3 separate regions of the Sus scrofa genome follow, and regions 2 and 3 are each linked to region 1. The links are chromatin contacts, called in public HiChIP or PLAC-seq maps. All regions are on one chromosome and are shown on one strand. Each heading gives the region's core, a stretch centred on a gene start, on an enhancer-like site or on the middle of the called end of the contact. The rest is flanking DNA. Distances are from core to core; before and after follow the strand shown.

Region 1 (3,918 bases), core at 407-2,906:
CTCAACTTTCTCCCCTATAAAATGAGGGTCAAATATAGTAGCCACCATCTAGGGTTGTGATAAGGAGAAAAAGGTGACAATGCATGCAAAGTGTTAAGCAGGTAGTGAAAGCTCAGTAACTGTTACCATATTCACTAGCAATAAGGTCTTGTACAGGGCTTAGTATGTACAAACACTATTCTAGAACTTTACATATACTTACATTTTCAATCTTCACAGCTGGACAGAGATACTAAAAGTGAGAAACTGAAGCAGATAGGTTCAGAACGCTCTTCAGGTTACTCAGGTGCTAAGATTTGAATTCAATCAGTTTGGCTCTAGAGTCCTTACCCTCAACCACTAAGCTACATTCAGCCTGCTGAATTCACAAACCTTAGGAAACGAAGAAAGAGAGCGGACAACACAGGTGAAGGCCAACGGTTTTAGAGCTAATCCAGCCCTCTCCTACACCCGTAATTTAAGAAACACTGAGAGGGCTCGATGAAGCTCGAAGCGTGTGCTCATTGGGTTTTACATTTGGTGTCACCTTCTAAAAGTTATTACTATCAATTTTAGGCAGAGCAAGTAAGACTAATAGAGGCAGGGGCAGAAGGAAAGCTGATACGTGTCCTCAGCAGACACAGGAGAAGCACCATATGGCTGATTCAGCTGGGTAGTTTTAAAAGAGAAAAAAACATTTTTTTCACCAGTACAGAGACCTGGCTTCGCCCGCTTGAGGACGGGGCCTCAGAACAAGAAAAGAGAGGTGGTACGAGGATGTGGGAGCTGGAGAGCAGCGGCGGGCACCTCACTCCTGACCACCTGGAGACCGTGACCTCGCCCACACCCCCTCCGCCCCGCCACTTAGGTCACCTGTAGGGGTTGGAGTCCACCACCTCCGGGCTCATCTTCTCGATGCGGGTCCGACCGCCTTTTCCGTCGCGGTCCCCCACGACCTGGCGACTTCTCTCCTGGGCCAGTTCCCGTTCCAGTTCCTGGATCCGCTGCTGCAGCCGCTCCACAGACTCGGCCATGGCTGGGACCCCGGCCGCCAGCCCTCCCAGCCCCGGCCGTCGCCGTCGCCGCCGCCCCACACTGTTGGCTGCTGGGCGGGCAAGAGGTATGTGCGGAGGTACCTTGCGGCGGCCTTGCTAGCCCACAACCCCGGAAAAGGGCTCCCTTCACCTCTCTAACTTACACGTCTCCACCGGCCCCGCTGGCCTCGCACGGGGTCCGCTTCCTGTGTGTTGCAGTCATCGTTCCCCCTCAAAAAATAAAAATAAATAAAAACGCAGTCACTTTCAGCTTCCTTCTTCGCCCGGGCCTAAAAGACCGACCTGCAGCAGGGCCTGGGTCATAAACATCCAGAGCCAGTATCCTGCGACGTTGCGTTTCCAACCGGGCAGCTAGGAGAAACCTCAGAATCTTTTATTCCCGAGCTCGACGTCCTGACGGACCTTTTTCTGCGCCGAACCTTTTAGGTTTTCCGCTTGCTGGTGCTTTAAATTCGGAGGTGGACGCGGCCTCGGAGTTCTTATTTGGCCGGAGTGACTAATGTGGTTTTGCTTTATTTAGAATTGAGGCCTCTAATTCTGAGGCTAGGTGAAAAATTTTAATCTGAACACACACCAAGGCCCTCCTGGCGCTTCGCGACTAGAACCCTTAACCTAGCCAGTCCGCCTAGCCTCGGCTCCGGGAGGGAAATTGTGATTGGCTGGAACCGCAGGCCCCCCTCCTCCCGGGCGTCCCGAGCTGTGGAGTGTCCCCGAGCCCCGAAGAGTTGCGGTTTCTGTGAGTCTGTGGTCATTGGATGCAGCAGCGATCATGAAGGCCGATGCCTCCCACGGTCCCGAGATGGGGGAAGTGCTGCCCCAGCACAAGTTGGACTGCAGGTCCCTGGAAGCCTACCTATACCAGCACTTGCCTGACTTTGGGGCTGAGCCTGAGGCCAAGCTGACTGTTGCCCAGTACAGGTATCGACGCCAGCCATTTCCAGCAGAAAAAAATCTGTGCCTTATACTTTTTTCCCTTTGGCTTTGGGTAGGTTCTCAGTTTACCCCATCTTGTTTATTTTTCCTCAGTGACGCAGTTTGCAGGCGGGAGCTGCCCTCACCAGTCTCCTGCATTACATTCTGGGTATTTCTAATTCAAGAGCAATAATAGAAGCACAGTAACATTCACGATTCCAATTATGAGAAGGAATCTTTGTTAACAATTACGTACTTAGAGGATTCAGTGAGGCACTTTAAGGTTGGAGGTTCTGCAGGATTTAGAGAGGCTTTCCCTCAACTTTTGTTCTATAACTTTTTTTTTTTTTGAGAAGCAGATGTCATTCCGTTCACTTTGGCCATATTCTTGCAGAGTGAGTTAATGATATCGGTTGGGACATCCGAATTCTAATCCAGATCTTCCATTTAGCAAATCGCAGCACCATTTTGGGCTTTAATTCTTTCTGAAGTAGGGGAATGGAACTGGACGACCATCCTGAGAGTACTGTTCTCCACTTTGAACTTGCTTCTAGTCTGATGTATAGTAGAAAATAATTTTAAAAGACTTAATTCTAAAAATAGTATTTTGATAAACGCAGAGCTATAGAAGCAGTCCTCTCTTGCCAAAAATTAGATGTGCCACTTACAGACTGGGAAATTTAAATGCTGTGTTACATGAACTCTCTGAGAACTTGTTTCATAATCTGTAACAAATACTTGCCTGTTCTGAGTAATCCTGATAATGAAATGATGTGAAAAGATTTAACATTGTAAGAGCACCATATACCAGTGGCATTTATCACTGGCATTTATATTCCTTGACTACTGGTTTCAGGTAAATTAAAAATAGTGGGAAGGAAAATGGATAAGAGAAAGTTTGGAGTATAGAATTAAAAGGCACCATGTCACAATAGATATTGTAGGACGAAAGAGAAATTGGAATAAAAAATGGCTTAAGTTTCTAGCCTAGAAGGCTTGTGTTGTAAACTAACAGATCAAAGTTCAAATTTGCTCTGAGAATCTGGACAAGTTATTTAACTTCTTTGGCAAAATGGAGATAGTAATCATTAGAGTTGTTGGAGGATTATCTTACTGAGAGTTACTTAATTCTGAATTAAATTTAATGTTTTTTTATAATGATTTTTATTTTTTCCATTATAGCTGTTTTACAGTGTTGTGTCAATTTTCTACTGTACAGCAAGGTGACCCAGTCACACATACATGTATACATTCTTTTTTCTCACATTATGCTCCATCATAAATAGCTAGATATAGTTCCCAGTGCTATACTGAATGTTAAAGCAGAATTGAGCTTGATAAATGAAATTAGTTGCAGCTTAAATAGTATATATGCATTGAACTATCCCCACAGAAAATACACATTTATTTCCAAGGCATATGAAAAAGTTTTTGAAAACTGAAGACATGTTAGGCCACAAAGGAAGTTTCAAAAATTCTAAAGTGTCATTCTGAAAAAATTTCAGAATATAAATGCCAAAGTTCAGAAATCAATAGAAGACAGCTAATAAATATATGTGTAGAAATTAATTGATAACGATAAAAGACCCAATAATCCACAGAAAATAATGGAGTTTATCAAAGTTCAGTATACCAAAATAAATTGCATTTCTGAACTTTAGCAATAAAAATATAAAGATATAAATTTCAGAAAGATAATAAGAGCATCAGAATTACAAATTTCCCCAAATATTATTCTAATAAAGTATGTGCAAGACCTCTGTAGAGGAAACTATAAAACTGTATTAGGACTTTAAAAAGAACTAAATAAATTGAGCGATGCCATGTTCATGAATAGTAGAATTCAGAATTGTATATTTCCCTTTTCCTCGCCAATCTATAGATTCAGTGCAATGTCTTAATTTTTTCCCCTAATTCAAAAAATTGCTTCTAACTTTTACATATAGGAGCAAAGGGCTAAGAATAAGCAAAA
Region 2 (4,101 bases), core at 295-2,794, 260 kb after region 1:
CATAAAGCAAGAAGGAAAACACCGTAAGAAAATCTTGGGGACAGGTCCTGAAGAAATATTCTGAAATTTAACACACCACCCCTCATCCCCAAGACACTACCCTCCAAGATGCTCAAAAGAACCCTGAGGTATGAAGTCCTTCACAGTGAGACAAAAGCATCAGGCAGAGGCCCCGAGGGGAATCAGGGTCGGGTCAAAGGAAAAAGCAGAGGGGAATTGAGAAATCATCACTTCAGGAAACTCTGGCCACATCTGGGGGAGATATTTAATCCCCTCGGCCCGCAAGCAAATGATAATCTCAAGGCAAAAGCGGTTAACACCCTACAACATGGAGACAATTTAAGGGAAGGCACTCTTCCTAAGATTAGTAAGTGAAATTCGCCTTTAACAGCCACTTCACAGAGCGACTAAGTCTTACTTCACCCGCTCCAAAGGCCGCATTCAGAGCAAAATCACAGCAGCGGAGCAAAGGCCACTGTGAAAAAGCTACCTTCTAAGAGGGAAAAGCCTCAGTGGAAAAAGTTCATTTTGGAAAAGGGAGGGACTGGAGAAGAAACGACGCGGATGCTCATTTCCCAGGAAAACGAAACAAAGTAAGCAAAGTCAAAGCCAGCGCAGGACGTGGGAGGAAGGAGGGTCGCTGACCCAAAGAAACAAGAGTTGCCGGCATCCAGCAGGAAGAGGGCTCCAACTAGGAGGCTGGACGGGAATCCCGAGGGCGGAGCCCAAGGGGAATAAGGGCTGTGTGGGGTTAAGGATGTGCACAGGGGAGTGGGAACCAGGGTGGGTAGAAAACCAAAAAGCAAGGCAAAAAGAGGGGTGGGGCTCAACAAGGCAGGGCCCTGGGGGAATGTCAGAGCCGGTAGGGGCGGGGGAGGGGGTCCGACGAGAGGAACCAGACGAGCAGCCTTGGGGGGAAGGTAATCTGCTCTCCTTAACTGCTGGAGGCTGCGGCAGCCCAGACACCACCCTCTTCTTCCTGCCCTTCGTCCCCCAAGTCCCCGCGGCGTGGTGAGGGGTTAAAGCATAGCTCCCGATTCTGGTGCCCAGAGTGATTTACCTTCGCAGGAGGCTGGAGAGGCTCCAGCCCAAGCTCCTCCCGCCGTCGGCTCAGCGTCCAAAGTGGGATGAGGTGCCCTCCGACCTTCTCCCTCTCACCACTTCCCCTTTCCCCCGCCGGGGCCCTGTAGCTCCGCTACCGCGGGTTTCTGGTGCCGCGGCGGCGCCGCTTCCCCGCCCCCTCCGCCTCCTCCCTCTGCCTCTCAGAGGTTCGCTCTGGAGGCCGCCATCTTCGCTCAGGCTTTGAGCAACCGCTCTCCAGTACGCCTGCGTCGCCCCCGCCCAGGCTGTCACGAGACTTGGTCAGCTGCTTTCAATTCTTCCGCTTTCTGCTCCGCCCTCCTGCATGTATTTCCCCGTCCTCCCGGTCCTATTTGTCCGCTTTCCCTGAAATTCCGCGTTCAGACAGCTTGTCCGCCCGCCCGCCTCACGCAACGAAGTTAGACTCAGGCAGTGACGAAATTGGCTGTGGGATCCGGGGTCCACGCAGCGCTTGAAGGGAACCCGCCCCCAGACGCGTGCTGAGGAGGCCACGCCCCTCAGCGTGAGGCTCTGAGTCCCGCCCAGTGGTCGTTTTCAGGCTGGGGTTTTGCGCTCTTAATCAGCGCAAAGTCTTGTTATAAAGCATTTACCCAGTCGGGTCTTTGACCTTCCTGGGACAGTCTATACATGGTTTGGCTGGATTGCGAGCCACTTACTATTGAGACTCCCAGAAGATAACTGAAAAGAGTTTAAATTTCGGGTTGGTGTGGGAGGTTACAGAGAGGGGAATAGTGACTTTTGCTAGTGGGAGTGCCAGAAAAATAATACTGATAGCTCCCATTTATTGTTCGCTGAGCACGTGTCAAGGGGTTATTTAGTTAATCCTCAACTCTGTCAAGTAGGAATTAGCCTTGTTTTGCAGGTAAACTGAGGCCCCCTCCACAGTAGTGGGCCTAAGCCATCTGACCACAGCCGGTACAATCTTCCTTAAGGTGGAGGCTTAGGATGGGAACAAAGTTAGAGAAAAGAGGCAATAGAATATGTTACCTGTGGGTAAGGGTTTATTTAAGGAAGTCTTCACTCCCAGATCTCTAAAGATCACAATTCAAAAATAAGTGATTCTGTTGCAAACTTCAAAAGCCAAGTGGTGTGGGTGGCTTGTAAGGATTGATTATTTTATGAGGGCTAAAGGCCTCTAATAAGAGATTTAATATTCTGCACAGCAATCTTGAAGTTTTCTTTGGAGTTCCTTTCAGTCGTTTTTTAGAGATGGCACTTGCTGGATGAAAAATGTAGACAGTGCCTCTTATAGATTTTGCTTTCTGACTCAACTGTTGACCCTTCTGCCTACCTTGGGGTAGAAAAGGACTGAATTTATCCTTCCATTAGGCTTTCCTGTACTGCAGCAGTGAGATAAGCTAGTAGTACCACAAATAGTTGGGTGTGGGAAGACTGTTACTGAACCAAAGTTGGATCCACTTACGCTGTGCAGTAGAGCCAAAATACTGACACCAGGTTGTGGTTTAAAAAAAAAAAAAAAAAAAGTGCAGCATTTATTGCACGCATGGAACAAGCAGTGCAGGCAACTTATGCTCAAAAGACCCAAGATCCCCTATGGCTTTCAGGGAAAGGTTTTTAAAGACAGGGTGAGGGAGAGGTTTGCTGCTCAGGGACATTCTTCTGATTGATTGGTGGTGAGGTAACCAGGAATGGACATCATCAACCTTCTGGTTCCAATTGATTTGGGTCTGTTTGCCTGTGGGCAGTCTATAATTAACTTCTTCCACCTGGTGGGGGTTTCAGTATCCACAAAACAGCTCAAAGGATATGGCTCAGAAGATCATCCATAGCCCTTGAGGAGGAACTAAAGGTCCTTGACTTTGTTTAATGGATACACTATCATTATTTAGTCTTGATGATTTGTTTTCCTTTGTGTCTGTGTTTTCTCACTTCTCTGGTTAAATTTATTGTTTGGGACTCTGAAAGGCCTAAACGACCAAAGATTTCCTTACAAACAAGAGACAGGTGGAGGAGATGAGAAGACAGGGGTCTGTCCCAGCATGTCCTCATAAGTTCCTGCTCATGTTACAACAGGACCCAAAATAAAGTAGAAAAGGAAGAAGAAAGAAAATGAAATCGGAGGACTGAGTTAGGGGCCTTCTTGGCTTATCCCATGTAAACAGATTACTTCCAATAATCCCAGAAGTAAATTTGGGGTGAATTATTTTTATTTTATAGTGGAAATGAACTCAGAGAGTCTAAGGACAAGTTTGGTCACTTGTCCAATCTGACCTAACTTCTAAAGACAGGGCTGAGATTTAGTTGCAGGACTTGTAATATCAGGGCCAGTGAACTATTAAATCTCCACATTACCTCACTGGTCAGTATTCGGGACACAATGACCTACTGTATAGCACAGGAAATCTACGCAGTAGTTTGGAATAACCAATATGGGAAAAAAGAATGGATATATGTATAGGTATAACTGATTCACTTTGCTGCACACCTGAAACTAATGCATTGTAAGTCAACTATACTCGAGTAAAATTTAAGATATATAATTTGGGACAATTAAAATCCATACTTGGAGTTAGGAAGACTAACTCAAAGAAACCACTTTCTCTGTATTCTGCCAACTTGCCCTCTCTTTCATGAGTAGTTTTTTTGTTTGTTTTTTCTTTGCCTTTTCCTCTTCTATGACATCCCTTTTAAATATTTGCCAATACATGGAAGTTGCCGCATGGCACAGCATTTAAGGATCCGGTGTTGCTGCAGCTATGGCGCAAGGCGCAACTGCTGTGTGGGTTCCATCTCTGGCACAGGGGAATTTCTACACACCATGGGTGTGGCCAAAAAAAAAAAAAAATGTCCAGTATAGCCTATCCTCCTATCTCTCCCCTCCTCTGCTTATCTCTCTGCTTAACCACTCCCGCCACAGCCTCTGATCTTTCCATTGTTGTTGCTCATAGGACGTGGTTTCAAGCCTTTTCACAAGCCCCCTAGTTCCTCTTAATTGATTTGCACAGGTTAGTATCCTTAAAACATTAGAACTGAAGAGTC
Region 3 (3,821 bases), core at 14-2,513, 280 kb after region 1:
CTTTGTGCACATTTAATTCACAGTTCACTACAGCACTTCCACTTAAGTATCCTATTACACTTCACCACTGAAGTAGCCACTACATCTGTTTTTACACTTTTTTGTCTTTTAAGGGTCTCACCAATGGTATATGGAAGTTCCCAAGCTAGGGGTCAAATCAGAGCTATGGCTGCAGGCCTATGCCACAGCCGCAGCAATGCAGGATCTGAGCTACATCGGTGACCTACACCGAAGCTCACTTTAAGGCTGGATCCTTAACCCACTGATGGAGGCCAGGGATCAAACCCGAGCCCTCATGGACACTAGTTGGGTTTGTTACTGCTGAGCCACAATGGGAACTCCATAATCAAGGGCTTACATGATTATAAGCCCTAACATTGCTTCTCAGAAACTGTCTAAAAATAGGTTAGGAATTATATCAGATAATCTTTATTGGTTTTTTTTTGTTGTTGTTTGTGTGTTTGTTTTTGTCTTTTTGCCTTTTCTAGAGCTACTTCCCACGGCATATGGAGGTCCCCAGGCTAGGGGTCTAATCAGAGCTGTAGCCACCGGCCTGTACCAGTGCCACAGCAACACGGGATCCGAGCTGCATCTGGGACCTACACCACAGCTCATAGCTATGCCGGATCCTTAACCCACTGAGCAAGGCCGGGGATTGAACCCACAACCTCATGGTTCCTAGTCGGATTCATCAACCACTGTGCCACAACGGGAACTCCTATATAATCCTTATTGCTAATAAGAGATATTAGTTGCTGTTTATCGAGGATTTACCAAGTGCTGAGTAGTTTATTAAGTGCTTGGCATATGTCAACTCATTCAATCTTCAGCAAATTCTGTGAAATAGATAATGCTGTCATCACCATTTTACAGATGAGGAAACTGAAATTAGAGAGACTGTCCAAGTTTCAACAGCAAGAAAGTAATTTTCATTAGCTATACCAAGAACTATGAAAAAGCTTTGAAGAGTATGACTCTTAATCAGCATGTCAGGATAATTCATATTTTCTACTTGTTACTTTGAAATGAGATGGAAATTTGCCTATCAAGTTAATCTACTATAGGTAGCTTAGTTAGGTAATACAAAACTATGGTTCAGATGCTTAATTAATAAAATAACCCAGATATTAGACATGTCATAATAGGAAGGAACCCTCACGCATCCATAAAATGTTCCTTGTTTCACTTTCCACTTTTTGATTAGAGCTTAGTGACTTATAATATGAGCAATGAAAATGGGAGAAATTGGGAGTTCCTGTTGTGACTCAGTGGTAACAAAACTGACTAGTACCCATGAGGATGTGGGTTTGATCCCTGGCCTTGCTCAGTGGGTTAAAGATCCGGCAATGCCATAAGCAATGTGGCTGTGGTGTAAGCTGGAAACTGCAGCTTCAATTTGACCCCTAGACTGGGAACTTCCATATGCCGCAGATGTGGCCCTAAAATGAAAAAAAAAAAAAAAAGAAAATGGGAGAAATTCTTAGTGGCTAAAAGTATAACTAGATATAATCAGCCTAATTTTTCCTCTTTTAGTAAGAAGCAAATTCATAAAGTCACATTATAGCAGCTTGGGCTTTTGTGGTGGGGGTTAGAAGAGCATCTCTGGGAATGTACCTTTTTGCTCAGATATACTCTGAAGAAAGCAATTTATAAAGAGATCTCAGACCAGCATGGGACTGCTCCTGTTAGTTCATCCATATCAGAGAGTCTTTTCAAACGCTGTTTGTTGAGATTTTTTAATAAGAATATACCAAAGCTTGAGCGGGGGGGTTGGTCTTTTTTTTTTTTTTTTTTTTTTGGTAAGAGCTGCACCCTCAGCATATGGAATTTCCCAGGATAGGGGTCAAATTAGAGCTACAGCTGCTGGCCTATGCCACAGCCACAGCAATGCAGGATCTAAACCACATCTGTGACCTACACCACAACTCATGGCAATGCCAGATCCTTAATCCACTGAGGCCAGGGATCGAACCCTTGTCCTCATGGATACTAGTCAGGTTTGTTAACCGCTGAGCCATGAAGGGAACTCCCTCAAAGCTTGACTTTTTTTAAAAAAAGACATGAATGGGAAAATGACAAAGCAAATACATCAAAATCAGTTAACACTTGGTGGTGGTATTATAAGAAATGTTTCTTAATTTCATTGTTCTTTTTTATATTTTCAAATTTTTAAAAATTTGAAGAAAAACTAAGAAATATTTTTTCAGAATACTGTCATTTTCTAGTTGCTGTTTACATTAGGTAAAATTGGCTAAGGAGGGAGAAATCGACCCAAAGTCCCAAAGGTATCATTTCATTAGGGGTAAATGCTAGAATCTAGTATTGAAAAGAAATTACTTTGTAAGTTCAAGGGTGGGGAGCAAGAATACTGAATTATTCTTTTTTTTTTTTTTGTCTTTTTGCCTTTTCTAGGGCTGCTCCTGCAGCATATGGAGGTTCCCAGGCCAGGGGTCGAATCAGAGCTGTAGCCGCCAGCCTACGCCAGAGCCACAGCAACTCGGGATCCGAGCCACGTTTGCAACCTGCACCACAGCTCACGGCAACGCCGGATCCTTAACCCAATGAGTGAGGCCAGGGATTGAACCCGAAACCTCATGGTTCCTAGTTGGATTCGTTAACCACTGCACCACGATGGGAACTCCTGAATTATTCTTTAGTTTACCCAAATCCACTGGACTCTCACAGTTTGTATCAAAAATTTGAGTAACATTCAAAGTCAGGAACTTCTTCAGCCAGAGTGGATGAAAGAAAGATGTCCACAGGTGAATTTTGTTTCCTTCTGAAATATACTTAGCAATGTTTTTCAAAGGATGTCCCTCAGATCAAATCAAGTATCACTTGGGAATATATTAGTAAGGCAGATTCTAGGATCTTACCTACTGAATTAGAGTTTCTGTGGGTGGGGCCCAACAACACCATGTAACAAGCCTTTGGGTGATTTTGATGGACATTCAACTTTGAGAATTACCAGACCACAATATGGTAGCAGTTTAAAAGTCATCCATTACACGGATGTGAATCTCATTTCTATTAATTACTAGCTCTTTAGGAAAGCTGAGTTTATGCAAGTTTTTAAACCTTTCTGTGCCTCAGTTTTCTCATCTGAAAAATGGGGCTAGTAGTAATATTCTTTTCACTTTTGTTGAGACTACAAAGCAGTTAATATTTAGGAAATCCTTAGAACTGTGTATCGCACATAGTAAGTACTCTGAAAGTATTTTCTATTATTATTCTAAGATTGTCAGAATGTCCTACTTAATGCTGATGGAATCTACAAATCTTAGGGGAACAAACATTTATCTCACATAAAACACATATCATATTTATGTGTGCAATCATTTATCAAGTATTAATGAAAACTTACTAAGGTTAAGACACAATTTTATGGTCTGTACTTTTTAGATACTAACGCATAATCTTATTATTATTATTTTTTTGTCTTTTGTCTTTTTAGGGCCACACCCGTGGCTGATGGAGGTTCCCAGGCTAGTGTTCAAATCGGAGCTACAGCTGCTGGCCTACACCACAGCCACAGCAATGCCACAGCCACAGCAACGCTGGATCCTTAACCCACTAAGCAATGCCAGGGATTGAACTTACAACCTCATAGTTCCTAGTCAGGTTGGTTAACCACTGAGCCACGATGGGAACTCCAAACTCATAATCTTAAAAGACACATGCATAAGTCAGTGCACCAGATAATGGTACCTGGATCAGGATGGGAAGGAGAGAAATGTTCAAACAAACAAAAATTCCACAACCTAAAACAAAACCCTCGCATTAAAGGAAAGTATCTGTTTAATCAATACAGAATAGAAAAT

The links. HiChIP or PLAC-seq counts read pairs in DNA pulled down with a chosen protein or histone mark.
Region 2: an H3K27ac HiChIP or PLAC-seq map of alveolar macrophages shows a contact between it and region 1. The contact joins the promoter of DNAJC13 here to the promoter of ACAD11 in region 1. A contact is called at or near these places in 1 of 47 Hi-C or Micro-C datasets (embryonic fibroblasts) and 2 of 2 datasets of contacts at active chromatin or transcription factors (alveolar macrophages and skeletal muscle).
Region 3: a contact with region 1 is called in an H3K27ac HiChIP or PLAC-seq map of alveolar macrophages. The contact joins the enhancer-like site here to the promoter of ACAD11 in region 1. A contact is called at or near these places in 6 of 47 Hi-C or Micro-C datasets (alveolar macrophages, embryonic fibroblasts, retroperitoneal adipose tissue and 2 more) and 2 of 2 datasets of contacts at active chromatin or transcription factors (alveolar macrophages and skeletal muscle).

Annotation. Positions count from the first base shown.
Region 1 is chr13:73,829,234-73,833,151 of Sscrofa11.1, reverse strand. It overlaps ACAD11 (acyl-CoA dehydrogenase family member 11), which reads left to right and starts at 1,656. Exons shown (of 21, transcript XM_001924765.5): 1 at 1,656-1,952. The coding sequence starts at 1,804. It overlaps UBA5 (ubiquitin-like modifier-activating enzyme 5), which reads right to left and starts at 1,667. Exons shown (of 12, transcript XM_003132421.6): 1 at 853-1,667. The coding sequence starts at 1,013. It overlaps LOC110256298 (a long non-coding RNA gene), which reads right to left. Exons shown (of 2, transcript XR_002337685.1): 2 at 1,943-2,501.
Region 2 is chr13:73,571,330-73,575,430 of Sscrofa11.1, reverse strand. It overlaps DNAJC13 (dnaJ homolog subfamily C member 13), which reads right to left and starts at 1,544. Exons shown (of 57, transcript XM_021069457.1): 1 at 1,061-1,544.
Region 3 is chr13:73,551,888-73,555,708 of Sscrofa11.1, reverse strand. No RefSeq gene overlaps it. Among named protein-coding and RNA genes, the nearest start is that of DNAJC13, 20 kb to the left of the region's middle. Within about 2 kb of position 1,263, at least 2 of the 83 cell types and tissues checked have an H3K27ac peak or open chromatin away from gene starts, as enhancers often do. A contact at or near this core is called in alveolar macrophages, where this site is marked.